Regions from separate parts of the Capra hircus genome. Here region 2 is linked to region 1. The links are chromatin contacts, called in public Hi-C maps. All regions are on one chromosome and are shown on one strand. The core of a region is the stretch at or near the end of the contact, and the rest is flanking DNA. Distances in the headings are between cores, read along the strand shown. Region 1 holds the start of CCDC134 (coiled-coil domain-containing protein 134). Region 2 holds the start of CENPM (centromere protein M).

The links. A called contact is a pair of places that touch in the nucleus more often than the background predicts.
Region 2: a Hi-C map of blood shows a contact between it and region 1, with 3 times the contacts expected there. The contact joins the promoter of CENPM here to the promoter of CCDC134 in region 1. A contact is called at or near these places in 3 of 5 Hi-C or Micro-C datasets (all in blood).

Annotation. Positions count from the first base shown.
Region 1 is chr5:111,748,784-111,752,518 of ARS1.2, forward strand. It overlaps CCDC134 (coiled-coil domain-containing protein 134), which reads left to right and starts at 1,933. Exons shown (of 9, transcript XR_001918132.1): 1 at 1,933-2,073; 2 at 3,513-3,631. It overlaps MEI1 (meiosis inhibitor protein 1), which reads left to right. Exons shown (of 31, transcript XM_005681120.2): 31 at 1-154.
Region 2 is chr5:111,888,142-111,892,467 of ARS1.2, forward strand. It overlaps CENPM (centromere protein M), which reads right to left and starts at 3,023. Exons shown (of 6, transcript XM_005681122.3): 1 at 2,887-3,023; 2 at 2,331-2,410; 3 at 168-260. The coding sequence starts at 2,943.

The DNA.
Region 1 (3,735 bases), core at 683-3,182:
GCCGGATGCCTAGAAGCAGAGAGAACTGAGACCCGGAGAAGACAAAGTCAGGGCACAGTGGTTTGGGGGAAATGTATGACAACTGCAGCCGTTCATCTGGGGCCATATACTCCGTCACTGGAACAGAATCAGGAAATAAAGTGAAACACTCAGATGCCTGTGTGGGCTCTCCAAAAATATGTCACTTTACACTTACCTGGGCTCCCTCCAGCTGGTTCCTCAGCCAGGATGGGTGGCCTCCTCGGAGAGAGGGGGCGGACTTGCCCTTGTTAAACCGGCTGGTCGTCTCAGTTGAAGACATCAGTCAGGCTATCTCTGGGGCAGGAGAGGCAGAGAGAGGCCACATGTTTGGTGCTGCTGTGATGCAGGTGCTCTGGGATCAGTTTATCTGCTGCTTTACCTCAAGTCAAAGTGGAGAGAGGTACAATTTCCAGGCAAGGGAAGTGAGCAGGTCAGAACTTTCTAAGCCTTCCTAACTAAAGAAAGCTGTTCCAGCTCATCTCCTTCCTGGCTGAAGCAGGTCCCGTGTGTGCCTTTCACTCCTGGCTCTCCTTGGAGCGTGTATTTGTGCACCTATGTGTGCAGTTCTTCCAATGTCTGCTCTCCACAACTTCCCACTCTTGTTCTGCGCTCAGCTCACCCAGAGTGTCAGCTCCCTTACTGACTGTCCGCCAGGGCTCTCATGGAAACTCAGCCACTGTTCATTGGTGCCAAATAGTAATAGAAACTCGGAGACAGTGTTTTGGGTGAAGTAGAAAAGAGTAGCTTTTATTGTTTTGCCAGGCAAAAAGGGCCACACTGGGCTAATGCCCTCAAAACTGTGTGATTCACCCTGGAGGGGGGTAGTGAGGAATTTTACAGGCTTCAAGGGGCGGGGCATGATCCATGGACAGTTCTCAGATCGGTTGGCATCAAGATGAAGTTTCAAGTATCATCAGTTTTCTGGTTTCAGCTAGTCAATGGCCTGTGGTTCTTGTGGGCAGCAGTTTTCATTTGGTGGGGTGGGGATGGTGGTCTGCTTCCTATAAAAACAATTTAGAAATGTGTGTCAGACCTTTATATCTTCCAGGGAACTGAGAGTTCGGTGATTCTGCTGTGTGGCAGAATTATAGTCTAAACTGTTACCAGTTCCAGAAGGCAATGGCACCCCACTCCAGGCTTCTTGCCTGGAAAATCCCATAGACAGAGGAGCCTGGTAGGCTGCAGTCCATGGGGTCGCTAAGAGTCGGTCACGACTGAGCGACTTCACTTTCACTTTTCACTTTCATGCATCGGAGAAGGAAATGGCAACCCACTCGTGTTCTTGCCTGGAGAATCCCAGGGACGGGGGAGCTTGGTAGGCTGCTGTCTATGGGGTCGCACAGAATCGGACACGACTGAAGTGACTTAGCAGTCCAACAGCTGTTTGTTTGTACATCTTCACCTTTCCCAATCGTTAACGCTAGAGTCAGCGTTTTACTTCAAAAGACATGGATACCGGGTTGTACACGGTTTCGGAGCTCTCCTCGGGTCTGTACTGATGCTGTACAAAATCATAGACCAGGGAAGAACCAACGAGCTTGGTTTAGAATTTTCGTGGATTGAAGCGGCGAGCAGGGGATGTCCCACCACTGCATTGCACATTACATAGAAAAAGGGGTTAGTCACGACCCACTAAACTGATTTTGACAAATGCAGTTTGAAAAACACTCAGCTGACATAACAGTTTCAGGGAGGGCGCTAGAAAGACCGTCCGGAAGGGATCACGGCGTCAGTCAGGCTGTTTTCTCCAAACCGATCTTAACACGCGACACGTGCGCCGGCTGACCGGCAAGGTGGGCGGGACCGGAATCCCAAGGACCTCAGGCGGGGCAGATGCCTCCGCCTACTGGGCGGGGCCGGAAGTGAGGTCAAGGAGCGGCCGTCGCGGCCTGCGCTCGTTGGTCAGGAGAGGCACGGTGGGCGGGGCCAGTAATCGGCGGTCCCTGTGCTGCTACTAGCGGGCATACTATGAGAATCCACGGCTCCGCTGGTCGCTAGTAGACCCTCGAGTCGGTTGCTGCCTGACTTCTGGCCCCTGGCCTGCCTGGCCCGGTAGGTAGGGCGAGGGCCGGGGGCAAGCAGACCCCTTTGGAGGGCGGGGGGAGGGACCGAGGGCCCAAAACTGGCTGCAGGGGGTGGGGTGTGAGATTCGCGGACCTCATTGGAAAGACTCTCCTCTAGGAGCCCTAAAGGCGCGGGTGGCATCCTTGGTCTGCAAGCCCGAGTGGCCCGCTCAGAATCCACCACCAGGTCACCTCTCTCATTTCCCACTTCTTCCCCGCTTCAGTCATTACCGGCCATCTGATATTCTCTGACTCCCAAGTTTCGCCTTAACCAGGGTTTGGTTCCCTTAAGTCTGGAGTATGACGGTGGAACGTAGGGCTCTGGGTGAGCTTGAACTATTTCCTCACATTCCCTGGGCTTCAGTTGTCTGATCTGCACGGGATAGAGTTGGTTCTCCGGTTGACCTCTGTGAGAGGTCACTGTCAATAACTGAGCATCTCTCCCCTGGGTCAGGTGTCCCGGTAGAACAGTGGCCAGCTCTGAGATAGCCTGTTCATTAAGACTCTTAGTTTAACTGGAAAATCTGTGAGTGATATATAAGTGATTTGGGCAGTCACCTCATTTTTCTGTGCATTTATCTCCACGTTGTAGATGCTTCCTCTGACTGCTATTTTTAATATCACACTTTGCTGACTCCCTCTTATCCTTCTGTGCTTGTTTTACAACTTTGTTGGTTGTCTCTTAACCCTACTAGAGATAGAAGTGCCATTGTGCAGGGAATGTTGTTCCTGCTGTATTCCTGGCTCCGGAACATGAAAGTCACTCAGTAAATAGTTGGGGAATGTTGCCTAGATAGGAAGAGGTTTTGCTTGTGGTACCTGTGGTTCCTAGGAGAGTAACAGCCGTCTTACCCCAGAACTGCCTTGCCTCTCTTCCCACCCCGCACCCCTTCTTCCTTTCTGATGACGTAAGTCAGGAAAAGCAGGAAAGCCTACAAGTTTCACGTTTTGACTGCCTGGGCCTCCTGGAAGGCCAGGGAGGGAGAACTGAGGGGGAATGATGTTGACCCTCCTTCCTCAGGCACAGTGCCTCACCCAGGTCTCTGTCTCTGCAACAGGGAGATGACCTCTTTATAACCTCATTTTGCAGTGAGGAAGATGAAGCTCAGAGAGGCTGAACAGTTTGCCTTCTTTAGGTCCTGAAGTCAGGCACAGCCAGGGCTCCAGCGCAGGGTTCCAGACCTGTTCTCTGAGCATCCTTGCTGTGCTGACATTTATCTTTCTTCCTCCCATTATCCCATGTCTTCACCGTGTGTCTCTTTGTCCCTGGCCCTGGGCTAGGGACTGGGGCTTCAGGGATTCCGAAAGCTGGCTTCCCGGTATTTGGAGGCTGTGTCATGTCAGGGGAAGTTGCTTTTCAGTTCACTTTCTGTTTTATATAACACTAAGCTCTGGATCTCACCTTCTTTCACTGGGTTGCTCTCTTAGCTCCAGAGTCTTGGATATGGACCTTCTTCAGTTCCTCACCTCCCTGTCTGTCCTGCTATTGTCTGGAACAGGAGTCACAGACACCCTGAGGTCCTCCCTGGACCCGAGCCTGGAGATATGTATCCTTTGAGGTTGGAGGTATTTTAGAGGGATCTATAAATGAGGTCTCTCTATACCCACAGTTGCTTGGGGGATTCCAGGGTAAAGCAGGACCCCACCCCCT
Region 2 (4,326 bases), core at 1,773-4,272, 140 kb after region 1:
TCTGTAATAAACATCTTGTGTCGGCGCTGGCTCCTCCCTCTCACCCTCTACTTGCCCCCAGGCAGTCTCCCCCTGTCTCCTCTCCTTCCCTGGACAAGTGAGGCCACTGTCCCAGCACAGCCCTGAGCCGCACCTGAGCACTGACAGCCCCATCCTCTGGCTCTCACCTGTGTTTGCTGTGCAGGTTGACCACGAACACAATCAAGTCAATCCGGGGCCGATTCACGCTGCAGGGCAGAGGGAGGGACCTTGCTAAGTGGCTGAAAAATAAGAGATTGCAGGACTCAAGACTCATGTACCCACATCACAATGGCCGTTCACACGCTACCCTTGGTAGGGGAAGAGACTGTCAAAAGCTCCTCCCCTATTCACCTGAAGCTTCTGTGTGTGTTTAAAATATTTATTTACCTGGCTGTGCCAAGTCTTATTTGTGGCACACAGACTCTTCGACCTTTGTTGCTCTGAGTGGGATCTTTGCAACCTGCAGGGATTTTTTTTTCTTAGTTGTGGCTTGTGGGATCTAATCCCCGACCAGGGATCAAACCCGATCCCCCTGCATTGGGAGCACGGAGCCTTAGCCACTGTACCACCAGGGAAGCCCCCACAAGAAGCTTTTGTGGGCAAGACTCCTCAAGTGAGCACAGAGGCAGGGTAGAGCTGATCTTATTCAGATTTCCCCTGCTTTACTCTCCCTGCCAGAAAGTTTAGTAACTGCTTTGCCAAGAGGGGGTTTGGGATAGAAGATGGCATCTAGCCATCTATCCTGAATGCTGGGAGGGAGGCCAGGCTCAGAAGGGGAGGGGAAGGTGTTAGACCATGAAGTTTAGGGGTTAAGACTGAAGCCTTATGGAGTGAGATAGAAGTGGGTTTAAATCCCAGTCTGTCAACTATCAGCTGTGCGACATTGGGAAGTCACCTTCAACATTCTTGTAAGTACTTGGTCTCAGATTGTCAAATATCCACCTGAAACTTTTTGTTTTTTGGAATCCTCTACTTCTGCCTATTTCCATTTATTCCTATTACTCATCTGCCCCTACCCCTCAGCTTCTAATTCAAGAATACCAAAAAGTATACAAAATATAACAAAAGTTAACACACACACACACACACACTCCTAAAAGTTCAGTTACCTAAAAATTACTACTATTAATGTTAGAACATTTTTCTAACTATCTTTCCATGTACAAATGTATACGCATTCAGACACTAGAATACAGTAGATGGAATCTAAAAATAGGATAATAGTATTTCCTTTTTTGGTAATGATTGCCATATTGCTCAAGGAAGGCAATTTTGTCCACATTTTCCTTTAACTCTGATGCTAATTATTTTTTTAATCTTTTCCTATTTCTGAGCTACAGGGTTGAGTTTATCGGTGATTGTGTTTGGTGTTCTATAGCCTAAGAGCCTGGTAAGACAGGTAGGGCACAGATGGACCTATAAACAATCTTTATTTTGAGGGAAAGATGATGTTCTTGCTAGGAAAGGGCATTTCCAATTCCCATAAAGGAAATACCCTTTAGATTTGGATCATTTAACATAGACCCTTGGAGCTTGTCTTTCAGTCGGGGAGAATGACACCCACACATATTCAGTCACTTGACTCCTGCCAGCAGCTGTTTCTACTCCCTATCAGTTAGAAAAAGGAAAGCAAAATATACTTTAGTCACCTTTTCTCCAAATTTGGGGAATATCTGAGTAACTAACTGTTCTGGGCCAAGTACTGCTCAAGGCAGTGGGGCTTCCTCACCAGCCAGCAAAAGTGAAAGTCCCTGCCCTCAACGGGCTAACCTTGGGGTGCCTTGGGGTGGCAGACTGGAAACAAGTAAACAAACATGCGAACAAGGAAATTTCTTTTTTATTTAAAAACAACAACAACAAGCTCTGGCCAGTTTTATTAAAGAAAAATTGTACATGGTTTACTTTTCACCAGTCTGTTCTGGCATGCTTCTAATAATATCAGAATCACCTGGATCAATGATAGCCAGTGTGCGTACTCTAGTATTTTCCACATGCTGTGCCCAATTCAATATTATTGCCACTGTAGTGATGGACATCGGTTTTGGCCAACGTGGCATAATATGGAAATTTCTTTATAGTAACAAGTGTTAGAGCGAAACAGAAAAGCTGGCGTGACAGAGAAGTGACGGAGGACGCTTCACACGGACAGATCGCGCGTCAGGACGGAGGCTCCGAGCCGTGGGTCCAAGCTCGCCCCGCCTGCGCCAGCCTCTCTGGCCTTCCGCTCCACCCATATCCACTCCACCCCGCTCCCCGCTCTCCCCTGCGCCCAGGCCAGCGATCGGACATCTCCAGCGCAGGCTACTTACACCTTCAGCTCTGAGGTGCAGTCCTCCTTGAGCATCGAATCGGCCAGTTGCTGCAGAAGAGCATCCTCCGTGCCCACCAGCTGCCCAGAGAGAGAAGGCGGCCAGTGGATCCCTGGATACAGCAGCCCCGCCGCTGGGCCCGGACAGCCGCGACCCCCGGAGCGCGCGAGGCACTCTTTACCGAGTGCCTCTTTACTCTTTACTACGGCAGGCATTGGTGAGGGTCTGAGGTGTGCACCCGCTCCAGTTCCCCTCACTACCCGCCCCCCTCGCCCCTGAACCCTCCCTGAGACAGCCTCGTTTCTACCGGAGGCCTGACACGGATACAGGGGGAAAACCACAACCGCGTCTTGGACCACCTGCATCCACCCTGCGCGCGGGCTCCCGCCGTCAAGAGGGCAGCTAACTCTGATTGGTTCAGAAGGGGCTCTCCCGCCCACCACACTCCCGCCGGAGCAGCCCGGGCCAGAATCTCAGAACGCCGCAGAGGGCCTGGCCGCTGAAGCGCGGCCCAGGAGGAAAGGCGGGCGCGGGAATCGGGGCTGCTGATGCCTACCAAGATGGTGGCCGTGTTCAGGCCAGGCAGCCTGTCCAGCGGCCGTAACACCGACATCCCCGCTGACTGACGGAACTGCGGGTCTCAGGGTGCGCGCCGGGCTTTCAAATAGCCCTCTGGCTCTTCCCTAGTGCGTAAGCGCGGGACACGTGACGCTATCGGGCGGGGCTTCCTGTGGGGCGGGGCCAGACAGGGCCTTCTTAAAGGAGACAATACCATTTTTCCTTTTAAAAAATTTATCCTTTATTGGGGGATAGCCGATTAACAAACAATGTTGTGATAGTTTCAGGTGAACAGAGAAGGGACTCAGCCATAGAAACACATGTATCCATTCCGCCCCGCCCCCCCACCAAACCCTGCTCCCCTCCAGGCTGTCATATAACATTGAGCTGAGTTCCATGTGCTAGACAGTAGGTCCTTTCTCAGGGGAAGTTTTCCACGGCTGCCCCTAGGCACCAAAGGTGCTGCCTGCGAGACAGGACTTTTATTTCACTCCTGGGAGAAAGACAGTATTCAGTGATTTGTTTATTCATTTTTCCTTCACTCATGGTCATTCCAGGTGCTCTTGTTCAGTCGCTCAGTCAGTTCAGTTCAGTCGCTCAGTCGTGTCCAACTCCTTGCGACCCCATGGACTGCAGCACACCAGGCCTCCCTGTCCATCACTAACTCCCGGAGTTTACTCAAAGTCATGTCCGTTGTGTGATGCCATCCAACCATCTCATTCTCTGTCGTCCCCTTTTTCTCCCGCCTTCAATCTTTCCCAGCATCAGGGTCTTTTCAAATGAGTCAGTTCTTCGCATCAGATGGCCAAAGTATTAGAGTTTCAGCTTCAGCATCAGCCCTTCCAATGAATATTCAGGACTGTTTAGTCACTAAATCATTTTTAACTCTTTGCAACCCCATGGACTGCAGCATGCCAGGCTTCCCTGTCCTTCACAGTCTCTTGGAGCTTGCTCAAACTCACGTCCATTGAGTCGGTGATGCCATCCAACCATCTCATCCTCTGCTGCCTCCTTCTCCTCTTGCCCTCAATCTTTCCCAGCGTCAGTCTTTTCCTATGAGGCAGCTCTTCACATCAGGTGGCCAAAGTATTGGAGCTTCAGTTTCAACTTCAGTCTTTCCAATGAATATTCATGGTTGATTTCCTTTAGGATTGACAGGTTTGATCTCCTTACTGTCCAAGGGACTCTCAAGAGTCTTCTCCAACACCATGGTCGAAAGCATTGGTTCTTCAGCACTCAGCCTTTTTTATGGTTCCAACTCTCATATCCATACATACTACCGGAAAAACCATAACTTTGACTATATGGAACCTTTCCTGGCAAGTGATGTCTCTCTTTTTTAATAAGGTAAATTTGTCTCTTCCAGCTCAGTTGACTCATTCCTTGTAGCTGCTCAGAACAAAATCTTGGGTCATTCTTGGCTCCTTTTCTCTGCACC